Linked DNA regions of Sus scrofa: regions 2, 3 and 4 are each linked to region 1. The links are chromatin contacts, called in public Hi-C and HiChIP or PLAC-seq maps. All regions are on one chromosome and are shown on one strand. The core of a region is the stretch at or near the end of the contact, and the rest is flanking DNA. Distances in the headings are between cores, read along the strand shown. Region 1 holds the start of RAB11B (RAB11B, member RAS oncogene family). Region 2 holds the start of RPS28 (ribosomal protein S28). Region 3 holds the start of KANK3 (KN motif and ankyrin repeat domain-containing protein 3). Region 4 holds the start of HNRNPM (heterogeneous nuclear ribonucleoprotein M).

What was found. A called contact is a pair of places that touch in the nucleus more often than the background predicts. HiChIP or PLAC-seq counts read pairs in DNA pulled down with a chosen protein or histone mark.
Region 2: a contact with region 1 is called in an H3K27ac HiChIP or PLAC-seq map of skeletal muscle. The contact joins the promoter of RPS28 here to the promoter of RAB11B in region 1. A contact is called at or near these places in 4 of 47 Hi-C or Micro-C datasets (heart right ventricle, liver and skeletal muscle) and 2 of 2 datasets of contacts at active chromatin or transcription factors (alveolar macrophages and skeletal muscle).
Region 3: a Hi-C map of retroperitoneal adipose tissue shows a contact between it and region 1, with 2.1 times the contacts expected there. The contact joins the promoter of KANK3 here to the promoter of RAB11B in region 1. A contact is called at or near these places in 2 of 5 promoter capture datasets (both in liver), 29 of 47 Hi-C or Micro-C datasets (adipose tissue, alveolar macrophages, blood and 16 more) and 2 of 2 datasets of contacts at active chromatin or transcription factors (alveolar macrophages and skeletal muscle).
Region 4: a Hi-C map of skeletal muscle shows a contact between it and region 1, with 2.0 times the contacts expected there. The contact joins the promoter of HNRNPM here to the promoter of RAB11B in region 1. A contact is called at or near these places in 3 of 47 Hi-C or Micro-C datasets (embryonic fibroblasts, epiblast stem cells and skeletal muscle).

Annotation. Positions count from the first base shown.
Region 1 is chr2:70,894,624-70,897,672 of Sscrofa11.1, reverse strand. It overlaps RAB11B (RAB11B, member RAS oncogene family), which reads left to right and starts at 1,504. Exons shown (of 5, transcript NM_001244875.1): 1 at 1,504-1,937. The coding sequence starts at 1,898.
Region 2 is chr2:70,953,139-70,956,187 of Sscrofa11.1, reverse strand. It overlaps RPS28 (ribosomal protein S28), which reads left to right and starts at 1,416. Exons shown (of 4, transcript NM_001001587.1): 1 at 1,416-1,482; 2 at 1,566-1,613; 3 at 2,098-2,231; 4 at 2,409-2,479. The coding sequence starts at 1,444. The coding sequence ends at 2,220. KANK3 (KN motif and ankyrin repeat domain-containing protein 3) reads right to left here. Exons shown (of 11, transcript XM_003123162.4): 11 at 2,645-2,922. The coding sequence ends at 2,854. NDUFA7 (NADH dehydrogenase [ubiquinone] 1 alpha subcomplex subunit 7) reads right to left here and starts at 1,344. Exons shown (of 4, transcript XM_003123185.5): 1 at 1,228-1,344; 2 at 725-774. The coding sequence starts at 1,278.
Region 3 is chr2:70,937,340-70,940,388 of Sscrofa11.1, reverse strand. It overlaps KANK3 (KN motif and ankyrin repeat domain-containing protein 3), which reads right to left and starts at 1,657. Exons shown (of 11, transcript XM_003123162.4): 1 at 1,565-1,657.
Region 4 is chr2:70,857,183-70,860,231 of Sscrofa11.1, reverse strand. HNRNPM (heterogeneous nuclear ribonucleoprotein M) reads left to right here and starts at 1,448. Exons shown (of 17, transcript NM_001244930.1): 1 at 1,448-1,573. The coding sequence starts at 1,461.

The sequences.
Region 1 (3,049 bases), core at 255-2,754:
GAAGGGGACAGGAGTCCATGAACTCTGGCTTTGATGATGGTGGAAGAGAGATGGAGTCACTGGAGGAGAAGAGAATATGGGAAAAGAGGTCAAATTTGTATGTGGGATGCTAGGTGGACATCCCAGGGAAGAGGTCCAAGTGGCAATAATAATTATTATTACAATTAGCACATGAGCCCCACTCTGACATTATCATTAATCATTTATTGAGCACTGTGGACACAACACCGACTGCCACAGACACAGCCCCTGCCTTCACTGGGCTGATGTTCTGTTGGTGAGGAACAGAAACTAAATAAACTACTGGACTGTGAAAATTTTATTTTTATCTTTTGCTTTCTAGGGCTGAACCCAGAGCACATGGAAGTTCCCAGGCTAGGGGGGAATCCCAGCTACAGCTGCCAGCCTATGCCACAGCCACAGCAAAGCCAGATCCAAGCCACATCTGCGACCTACACCACAGCTCACGACAACACCAGATCCTTAACCCACTGAGCAAGGCCAGGGACTGAACCAGCATCCTCATGGATACTGGTTGGGTTTTCCTCTGCACCACAATGGGAACTCCTAGATTGTGAAAATTTTAAAAAGGAAACCTCAGCTAAAATTGGAGTCAGGAAAGGCTTTCAGAGGGAGCTCTTACGCCCAACCACTCCTCAAAGACCCCAATCAGGAAGACATCAGTTACAGACCCCAATCACAAGAGACTTACCTTGCACTCCCAAACAGACACTGCAACTACTTCATTAAAGGAGAAAAGATTTTCTTCCCTCCCAGCAACAAGCCCAGCCAATGAAGACACCACAGCTTAGCCAATGAGATGCTGTCCTTACCTGAACGCTTACTTTCCTCCAAACGAACTTTTGTTTTTTTCTCTCGTCATGACTTCTTTGTCTCACCCTCCTTCCTATAAACGTCTTCCATTTTGAGCAACCTTTCGGACTATCTCTGCTTAACAGATGAGATGCTACTTGACTCACGAATTTTTTAATAAAGGCTATTAGATCGTCAAATGTACTCACCTGAATTTTGCTTTTTAACAGGGCGGAGAAAGAAATACTTCGTCAAGTAGGGATAAATCCTTGGGGGCGAGGGGGTTGTGGAATAAAACAACATAAGGGGACAGAGAAGGAATGACACGAAGGATTTATAAATATTTGTTAAACAAAGACTTAATGACAGACTGTGGATGGTTGTTTTAGTAGGTATTTAAGTAAATGGTCTAATCATACTCCAAATATTCCATAAGGTGAGTTTCTTCCGTTATACAAAGGGAGGAAGCTGAGGCAGGGGTATCTTAACGAGTCACCAATGCAGGGATAGAAACTGCAATCCAGAGAGAGGGGATCTCCCTCTAAGCTGAAAAGGTCCCCAAGCAGACGCCCCCCCGGAAAAGGCCATTTATGGGGCAAGCGGTGGGGGGAGCGTCCAGAAGAGCCGCGCGCATTGACCTATGACGTCATTGGGACGTTAAATAGCGTAACACTACCTGGACGTAGCCCCATTTCCCTTCCCGGACAGGTCCTCTGGTGGTCCGGAGCTGTCTGATTCAAACCTCTCATTGGCTACTCGCTCCGTCAATCCGTTTCATCTTATGGTCTTCCGACCCGCCTTCCAGATCTAGCCTTTGATAGGCTGAAGAGGCCGTCACTTCAGAAAGGTCCGCATTCCTTCCGCCTTTCTCCAGGAGACCGAGGGCGAAAAAGGTGGATCTCCGACGGTGCCCACCCCGGGGGCTCTGCTTAAGCCTCTTATTGGCTACTCTGGGTGCCGGTCGCTACGCCATCCACCGCTGATTGGGCATCCGGCCGCCGCTCTGCGCGGCGCCGGCTCCGCCCCCGTCGGGTGTTTGTGGTGGGGCTGCGGAGTCGCCGATCCCGCCGGAAGCGCCAGGACAATGGGGACCCGGGACGACGAGTACGACTACCTATTCAAAGGTGCGGCCGGTGGGGCACAGACGGGCTATGAGCGGCAGCGAAGCGGTGGGCAGGCGCCGAGGCTGCACTCCAGGCCTCTGGCCCCAGACTGGAGCCAGAGGGTTGGCGCCCGGCAGGCTAGGCAGCCAGGAAAGCCACTGCGGGTCGGGCATGATCAAGTTTAGGCCAGGGTTTGCGGCCCCGCGAGGCAGGCTGCCCAGAGAGGCTTGGGGGCCCTGGATGCACCGAGGCGGGGCCAGGGCCCAGAGGGGGTGGGGCCGGGGGCGGTGGGACAGGCCGTTAGAGGCGGGGCCTTCAGAGGGGGCGGGGTCGTCCCAGCGTTTGGCGGGCCGGGCTAGGTGGAAAGCGCCCTTAGCGGTGGGGGCGGGGCCTTTAGAGGCGGGGCTGGGATGTGGTGGGCGTGTCCAAGAAGTAGGCTGGGCTGCACGGGTGGGGGCGGTGCTCGCACGGAGTGGCAGGGGAGAGCCTTGATTGGTGGCAGTGCGTCTGGGGGCGGAGCCCTGGAAGGGAGGGGCGGACAATGGGGGTTGAGGTGTTGAATGGAGCCTGGTTTGGAGTGCGGGAGTCTGGATTGAGAGGAGTACCTGCGTTTGGGGGTTGTGGGGGTCGGAGGTGGGGGGGGATACTAAGTGTGCTGGACCCAGGCCTGGTGCTTAACAGCAACAATTATCTCTTAACTTTTAGAACTATAATAGCACCATCCAAGTACCTGCACTTTTCTAAGCACTTTATACACATGAATTCATTGAAACCCTCACCACAGCCAATGAGGTCAGTATTTTCCATCCTGTCTCTTTATGGACCTGGATACTAAGGCGCAGTTAATAAGTGTTGGAGCAGGATTTGAACCCAGGCCACATAGGGAGTGTATCTGAGGGAGCCCGTGACCAAGATCTGGGACTGGGCTTGTCAGACCACCTCCTCCAAACTGCTGGAGGATCTTCTCTGACCCTGGGGGACAGAGGGCTCTAGAAGCTTCAAGTAACCCCTGGGCAGGGCAGGGCAGGCAGCCAACAGCGGACTGGCTCAGGAGTCACTGACTTTCTAGTGCCTTCTGTGCCAACCTAGGCTTTGGCCAGGTCTTGTGCTGGGCTGTCTGGCTGACGCTGGCC
Region 2 (3,049 bases), core at 167-2,666, 59 kb before region 1:
TCCTTCTGCCCAGAATGTTTTTTAACTATCCTTCGGCATTTCTGGTGGCTCAAATGTCAACACCTGAGACCTTTCCTGACCACCTGACCTGAGGTAGCTACCACTCACCTTATTCATTTTGTCTTGTCTTCAGAGCATTCTAGAAAACTGTTTTGTTTTTGTTTTAACTTGGTGTGTTTATTTCCCTATGTTGTTTCTCCCTCTCCCTAGGATATGAGCTCCATGAAAGAAACCAGAAGAGCTTTTCTTGTTCACACTGATCTCCCCAAGGGCTGAGATTTGTAAATGCGGGTCTTGTAAATGTCAAGTAATTTTTGGACTCAAAATCAAAAGAGTTTCAAATCCAGACATTTCTAGGTTCTAATCCCCACTGTAACTTTCTGGTTTTCGAGTGATTTTAAGCTAATGACTTAGTCCCTCCTAGACGCGAACATTTTCATCTGTAGCTTGGGGATGTTAACACCAAATAGCAGGACCACACTGAGGACTGCAAATCTCACTGATAATTCCTACTCAGAATCCACGCCCATTCTGGGTATTCCAAGAGCGGCATTCTCTGACATAGTCCAGCAAGATTAAAGGCACATCTCTCCTTCCATGAGCCGGCTATGGAGCTGGAGGCAGGATTTAGGCCCAGCGTTTCAGCGTCTAAAAGAACACGGGTTTTGTTTTTGATGGAGGAACGACAGGATTGGAGTCTGGGCAGCGAGCGGGGCTTGCTCACCGCTTGGAGATCTCCTGGTAACGCAGCTGCAGCTTCGCCTGTAAGTCTCGCTGTGGGAGAAAGAGAGGAAGCATATCAGCCTGCAGGGTACCCTAGAAAAGGAGAAGGCCGGCGAACAGGGGCAAGTCTAGAGCTGGACAAATAAAGGGAAGGCGGAAGATGGGCATTTGGCGACAAGGATGTGGGCCCTGAAAGTAAAGAGAAAAGGGGGAGCCGGGACCACAAGATCCAAGGCTAAAAAAATATAAGCCTAGGGAGGTCGCAGGAGTGAGTGAGATCCCAGCCAAGAGAAGGCCAAGGGCTGGGGGTGGAGGTGGGTGTGCCCCGACTGAGGGCGTCACGCGTTAGGGGTTCCGGGCTGAGCGAGGGGTCCCGGCTTAGAGGAAACTCGGCACTAAATAGCCTCAGTCCCAGAGGTACTAGGAAAGAGGTGAGTAGCGAGAGCGGATCCAGGGCGCACGGAACCCACAGCCCCCCAGGGCAGCCACTCCCGCCCCGCGCACCCCGGATGCCCAGTTCCGCAGCAGCTGGATGACACGAGTAGCGGACGCCATCTTCCACCCGCGCTGAAGGGCGCCGGTGACGTCTCTACGCTAGGACTGCTGGGAACATGGCGTATGGCCTCGCGATAGCGAGAGTGGGCGGGGCCTTGACGTCCTATAAAAGTTCTTCCCGAGGCACGTGACTCCTCTCCGCCAGACCACCGCCGCGCCGCCATCATGGACACGAGCCGTGTGCAGCCCATCAAGCTCGCCAGGGTGAGGGGGTGCACGGATTTGGGGGCCTGGGTAAGGGAGTAGGGGAACTGGGTGGGCCAGATCTGATCCCAGCCTCTCCGCAGGTTACCAAGGTTCTGGGCAGGACAGGTTCGCAGGGACAGTGCACGCAGGTGAGCGGGGGAGACGGCAGGGCGGGGGTGGGGTGGGGGGCTGGAATCTGAGCCTCGGATGGTTACTCCTGTGCCCCAGGTTCTGTACCCTGGTATCTGAGAACTATACGTACCCTTTTCCCCATGGCTCACAGAGGCTCCGAGTCTTCACCCTGTTTATTGGATCTGGGCTCCGTCAATCTCATTCCTAGGGCCCTGACGTACTGGTTCAATCTATCCCAACTACCACTGTGGCTCCATTTCCTAATGCTTGCGTTCCCATCCGCGGTCCAAGAACGTTAGTTGTTCCTCCTGGTTGTTTCTGGCTCTTGAGAGCTGTTCATTGCACGTCTCGGTTTCTCTTCTGGCCGGTCCGTGCTTCCAAGCCTCAGTCTCCTTTTTAAGAGTCTCTAGGCAGACACGTTTTCTGAATCCAAATCGGCTGCTTATCCCACAGTGCTTATTCGTGGCTAACCCTGACTTCTGGTCTCCCCGTGCCCTGTAGGTGCGGGTAGAATTCATGGACGATACGAGTCGTTCCATCATCCGAAACGTGAAAGGCCCTGTTCGTGAGGGTGATGTGCTCACCCTTTTGGAGTCAGAGCGAGAGGCTCGGAGGCTGCGCTGAAGTTGTGGCTGGTGAGTGCAGGTGGGAAGCAGCAGGTCCCTGGTAGACTATTGTCTGGTGGGAGGGAGGTTTGGCCAAGCCCATGGATGAGGGCCTCTTGGTGGTGGGGTGTGTAAAAAGGGTCAGCTGAGATTTGGGGCGGGGGAGGGGGGGTTGCTGTCAGCATCTCACACGGACTTTGTTTACAGGGTCCTGGATATCTGGATCGACCATTTGGCCCATCATGATCTGCCGTTAATAAAGTGTTTATATTGTATGTAAATTTGGGGTTTTGTCTGGGTTGTCACTGGGCATATAAAACTCTTGTGGGTCCCAGAAGTGGTCACTGGCCCACTGCACTCTGGAAGGGGGATGTCTTCCCTGACAAGGTGTTGTCTTTTGAGGAGGGAGAACCATGTGTCTGTATCTCCAAAACAAGACAAGCTGCATTAGGAATGTTTTATTAGGGAAGAAGGCTGGAGGAGTGGGTGGACTAGGGGCTCTGTCACTCCTCAGCTCCCATCCCACCCTGGAGAGTTCAAAGTGAGCCCCTTCAGGTGGACCCTGCCCCCTGCTGGGCCCAGAGGCTGAGGTGGGAGAGGGAAAGATCTTTTCTCCCAGTCCCAGGTCCAGTGTGTCAGACCAGTCAGTGAGTCAGGGGTCTTCTCCAGTGTCGCTACCTCCTTCTTCACCAGGCATGGCCATGGGGGAGTCAGGGGACAACTGGTGAGAGAGAGGTGGGTGGGAGTTGTCATTTCGTTGTGGCTTTCAGTTCCGTTAGATTCAGGGATGCTTAGTCTAATGGAGATCTTGCCTCTCTACACTGATCCTGCCTAAGCAGGAATCCCAC
Region 3 (3,049 bases), core at 408-2,907, 43 kb before region 1:
AAAATGAATGGTAAAAAAATAACAACAATACTTTTGCCATTTACTATGAGCTTGCCTCTATTCTAAGCGATTTATGGATATTAACACTTTTTTCTTTTTCTTTTTTAGGGCTGCACCTGCAGCGTATGGAAGTTCCCAGGCTAGGGGTTGAATTGGAGCTTCAGCTGCTGGCCCACACCACAGCTGCAGCAACACTGGATCCAAGCCACATCTGTGACCTACACCACAGCTTGTGACAACACTGGATCCTTTAATCCACTGAGCGAGGCCAGTGATGGAACCTGAATCCTCATGGATACTGGTCGGGTTCTTAACAAGCTGAGCCACAACAGGAACTCCCAGTTGGGTGTTAACTTAAAAAACAAAAAAACAAAAACAAAAACACCTAGGTAAACTCTTTGAAGTAGATTTTCTTATTATTCTTTCCCCCATTGTGCAGATGGAGAGACTGAGACACAGAGATTAATGACCCACCCAAGGTCAAACATGGGCAGAAGCAGGATATGAACCTAGGCAGCTTCGCCAGTGTTTCTGCATTGGCCATTCCACTTGACAGCTTTCTATAAACAGCCCTCCACTCCCTGAGAGGGGTCGGGAGCAGGAGGGGGTCGCACACACAGCTGCACTCATGCCTGTCCTCTGCGTGTGTCCCTGATGAGAAGAAAAGGCCCAAACTCCCGCGGCTGCAGCGGCTGCGGCCTCACTCGAGTGGGGGCGTGCAACTGCCCTCCCCTCGCCTCCGCTCCCTGCCCGAGCTGTCACTGCGAGATTCGGATTCTCTGCCTGAGACCCCCTTATTAGGCCGTCAGAGTCGACGCCATACGCTCCCACTCCCGCCCCAGGGACTATTTTGGGACTCGGAGCTGTGATCATGAAACCTGAGGGGTGAGGGACACGGCGGGCAGTGAGTATCCCGGTCCTGGGGAGGGGCGTCTTCCCAGATTAAGGCTCTGGGTGGTGGCACTCCTTAATGTCGGGGAAGGACTCTCAGACCCCTGAGATGGGGATGGAGGCTGAGGAGGTACTGAGGAGGTTTTACTGAGGTCAGCGCCCCCTCACCCCCCTGTCCCCTCAGGACGGCCTCACAGAGACAGAGCAGTTTCCTACAGGAAACGCCGCCGGGCGGTTCCATCCGCTACCCATTGTCTGCTGGCCCGGGGGCCGTCCGTCCCCCCCCCACCACCGTTTCCGAATCTCTCCTCCCCCCGCCCCACTCTGAGGTCCAGCGCTAGGGTATGGACCCAGGTCCCCAAGCTGTCTGGCAGCGATTCTCGGAAAGGGTCCCGTAGTCGGTTGGGGCGCTAGGGGGCGAACAAGCCCCCCCACTTCGATCCTGAAGGGCGGGAGGAAGGAGACCTCCCGAATCCAGAGCACTACCCCCCGACTCTGCTTGCTGCCCACCTGGGGTTCCCAGTGTGGGAGGGGTCCCAGCCAGAGGACACGGCGTCCGCCCCTTCGCAGCGCGCTGAGCCCGCAGAGGGGCTGGAAGCGCAAAACCCCATCCCGTGCGTACCCTGATCCCCGCCCAGGACCCCCATCAGCGCCGCGCAAGCTGGTGCTTTACCTGAAGCCGCAGCCCCCGCCGCGCCCGCACCCGAACCCGCCCCCTCGAAGCTCGGGTACCGGTTATCAAGGCCTTGACCCTAACTGACGGCCACATCAGCCAACCAGCATCCGACGCTCTCTGAGCTCTCCAATGGTGAGGCAGGGTGGGCCGCGCTGGCCGAGAACCGAGAGTGTGGGGCGTGGTTAGGGGCGGAACCTAGAGTGGGTGTCCCTGAGGGCTGACTGGTCAGGAGTAGGAAGCCCAGCCTGCAAGTGCTGCCCAGCGCAGGGTTAAAGGGTTTGGATTTGATCCACAGGGGACGGTGAGCCATGGGAAGACGCTAAGCAGTAGCGTTACTCGGTGGGATTTGTGTATTTGGAAGATCCTTTGGGTGGAAGCTGAAAGGACTGATGTTCATGTCTGTCTGCGTGAGATACCTTGACCATGGATCTTTCCTACCGCAGGGACTTTGCACATGCTGTTCATATTCCTGAACTGTTCTTCCCTGCACCTGTTCATTTGGCCACCTTCTCCTACCTTTGGGGGCTCAACCTGTGCGTTCCTGTCCCCTAAAGGCCTAACACGGATATTTTCCTGTCACTATCTTTCCAGTGACTCTGTTTTATGAACCTAATAGCTTTTTTCACTATCTGGGGGGTGGGGGAGAATCTAGGAGCACCCTGGTGGCCTAGCTGGTTAAGGATCCAGCATTGTCCCTGCTCTGGCACAGGTTCCATCTCTGGCCAAGAACTCCACACTTCCAAAAAAAAAAAAAAAATCTTGTTTGCCATCTGTTTCCCCATAAGGACAGAAAACTGGTTTGTTTTGATCGTTGCCTTATCCAGTGCCCTGGGCACACAGTAGGTACTTAATAAATGTTTGTTGAAAGAATGATTTGAAATTACATTGACCTCTTTAACCCATTTGGAACATATTATGATCTAAAGTGATTCTACAGATTGTTTTCTTTTTCAGATGCATTTAGCATTTATTGAGCACCTACTGTGTGCCCAGCACTGTTCAGGTCTTTGAGGGGGACATAAGCCCTGTCATCTGGGGCCTCACAGCTGAGAGGAGACAGACTTTCAATTTACGGTTTATATTAAGTGGTGACAGGGGTGAGATGAAATCAATGTGAGGAGAAAAGGGGGCAAATCACTGACCTGGAGGGTCAGGAAGGCAACCTGCAGGGTTGACACTTAAGGAAAGGTGCAAAGGGGAATTTCCATTGTGGCTGAGCGGGTTAAGAACCCAACATACTTCTGTGAGGATGCAGGTTCAATCCCTGGCCTCACTCAGTGGGACGTTGCCATGAGTTTTGGAGTAGGTTGCAGATGCTGATCCAGTTCAACCCTTACGGAACTTCCATATGCCACATGTGTGGCCTTAAAAAAAAGAAAAAAAAATGTGCGAAGGAAGATATGGCGAACTCTGACTAAGTTGTGGTGTTGGTGGGAGAAGGATGGAGGAACGGGAAGAAGAGGGCATCTGAAGCAGTTTAGA
Region 4 (3,049 bases), core at 199-2,698, 37 kb after region 1:
TTTTAGGATTGTGATGATCATTGTACAGCTATAGATGTAATAAATTCATTGAGCAATAAAAAAAAAAATAAAGTACCTAGGGGGGAAAAAAAAGGAACAGAGGATTTTAGTAGATCAGAGATTTTAGGAGGGGAGGGGCTTGCAAAGGGCAATCTTGAAGGAAACCTGTGAGTCTGAAGAGTTTGGGAAGTCTGTGGGAACGGGAGCTGAAAGGAGAGGGTGGGGCCTAGCCTCCGGATCAGGCTGGGCTACTGGGTTTATTCTCTGGGACTGAAGTTCTTAATCCACTCAGAATACCAGCCCAAATTAAGCGTTTTATTTGGAGGAGGATGCGGCAGGTGGGATAGTCCCCCAGAGTGGAAGGAAATGTAGTTATTCAGTGAGAGGGAGAGGAAAACAAAACAAAACATCTCTTCCTTTTTTTTTTTTTTTTTTTTGCCTTTTTGTTATTTCTTGGGCCGCTCCCGCGGCATATGGAGGTTCCCAGGCTAGGGGTCGAATCGGAGCTGTAGCCACCAGCCTACGCCAGAGCCACAGCAACGCGGGATCCGAGCCGCGTCTGCAACCTACACCACAGCTCACGGCAACGCCGGATCGTTAACCCACTGAGCAAGTGCAGGGACCGAACCCGCAATCTCATGGTTCCTAGTCGGATTCGTTAACAACTGCGCCACGACGGGAACTCCACATCTCTTCCTTTGTGAGCTTAGAGTTTGGTGGTTAGGTGGGAACTCATGCAAGATCCAGTAAAGCATTTCAAAGTTCCAGATAGGGGTGGCTTCTGGGGAAGGGAGACAGAGGGACCCAAGATCAGGCAGCAAGGACCCCACCATTTCTTCCATTATGTGATCTCTATCACGTTTGGCTTCTTGCTTTTTCATTCACTCAGGAAACGTGCATAAGCACATACTAAGTCTCCAGTCATGCGTTTGGCTTGTAATGGATGGGTTCGGTGAGAGGGACTTAGTCCATGGGCTCTGCATCCAGGAGTTCTTAGAGCGGTGGGGAGATAGGTCGGATAGAGCCCAGGTATTCTTGGTGCAGGATACTTGCTTAGAGAGAGCATTTTGCACATCTGTCCTACTGCCTGGCCCTTCAGTGTCCTACCCTTGCCTGGCTAACTCGCTTATAGCCTAGTATAGTATTTCGCTGCCCTTCTGCCCCAGCTCTGTTTGCAGATACCTTGGAGTTACTGGGTCCGGGTAGGGGAATGGAAGGATGCCTCCCCTGCCAGACCTCGAGAGCGGATGGTGAATCCAGGAGGTGCCAAACGCGAGAATGAATTAACAGCTGATGGTCTGCGCCTGCGCGCGGCGGGGGGCGTGGCCCGGGGCGTGAGGGAAAGAGGCCGGAGGCCGCCGCGGCGCGCGCAGGCGTTACTGGTCGCGCCGGGTCATGTGAGCGCGCAGGCGCAGCGCCGCGCAGCCCGCTCGCTCACACAAAGCCCAGACGCGAAGAAAATGGCGGCAGGGGTCGAAGCGGCGGCCGAGGTGGCGGCGACAGAGCCTAAAATGGAGGAGGAGAGCGGCGCGCCCGGCGTGCCGACCGGCAACGGAGCTCCAGGCCCGAAAGGGTGAGTATCCTATGGCTTCTCTCAGGCCGGGCACTTTCACGGCGGTCGGCGGCAGCTCCGTTAGGTCTGTTGGCGGCCTTCTCCAGGCGCGGCTTTGGCCGAGCCTTCCCGGCAGGGTCTGCCGAGAATAGGGGCGTCAAAGACTGTGAGAGGTGAAGCTGGGCGGCCCCGGGAGCGTCTTCAGGACCGCTCCCTCCTCCCATGCTTCGGCTCTCAACTTCTCCGGTCCCTCTAGGCCGGATCCGACGCCGACGCCGAGGCCTCAGGCCCAGACTCTGCGTGCGGGGATAATGGCGCGCGGGCGCAGAAGCCGACCAGTCTGAGAGCCCGCGACCCGCTGGCCTATCGGATGACCTTGGGCGCGTGGTTTCGCATCCCTTCCCTATCGCCCGGGGTCTCAGTTTCTCGATCCGTAAAGTGGGGGGAGGGGAGGGGAGGGAGTGCGCACGCAGGGCTTTGCGCGCGGTCAGTCTGGGTAAACGGTAGCAGAGGCGGGTAGGTACCGGGAAGGACCGCGAGGCCGGCTCGGGGCACCTCCTCCCCGCGCCTTCCCCTCCCCCCCCTCCCGCCCCCGCCTCGCGGGAAATGCCTCGGTCGGAACCGCCCCTTGCCCGACGCTCAGGCGCAGGCTCAGGTCCCTCACCTCCTTCCCAGGTGCGCAGTAGGTATTTGTGAAGAGATCGAACCGTTTGTTCTTCAGTGTTCAGCCGTAAAAACAAAGTGTAGGGAATAAAAGGGAAACATCCTCTTCCGTGTTCCAGAAGGTTTTCCATCATTAGGCGGATTCACCCAATCCAAACTCCGTCACCTTTTCGAGTCCTGTTTGAGGCTCTTTCTTGGGTCCTTGGTATTTAAGGTTTTCTTAACACTTTAAAGTAACGTCCTGTGTTCTCGTGAACCCCACTCATTGTGATTACAGCCTCTGAAAAATGCGGAGAGACTTTTTGGCCCCGACCAGCAGCTGTGGGGGGAGGAGAGGGGAAGCCTGGGTGCGCATTTGATTTCCCATGGACGTTAAAAAAAATTATTGGGGGGTGGGAATTGTAACAACCGAAGATGTTTACAATTTTAATCATTTTCAAGTGTACAATTTTAATCATTTTCAAGTGTACGATTCAGTGGCATCAAGTGTGTTGGCGGTATTGTGCAGCTATCACCAGTGTCCATGTCCACAACTTTTTCATCATCCCAAACAAACTGTAGCCATTAAACAATAACTTCCCATCTCCCTCTCTTCCTGGTTACCTGTGTTAGGCGTTCTGTCTTTTCTGAATTTGTCTTTACACAAGTTTTTAATGTGCATCATTAGAGTTTGTGGGAAGTAAAAGTGAATGTAGTTAAAGAACTTTGTTAATAAACACTCACTAAATAATAGCCATGTTGCTAAACTTGGGGGTGGGGGACAGAATACCATGGTTACTGGTCCCTGGAAATAAAGAGAAAGTATTCCCAACCCTTTATTATTGAAAGCTCTGG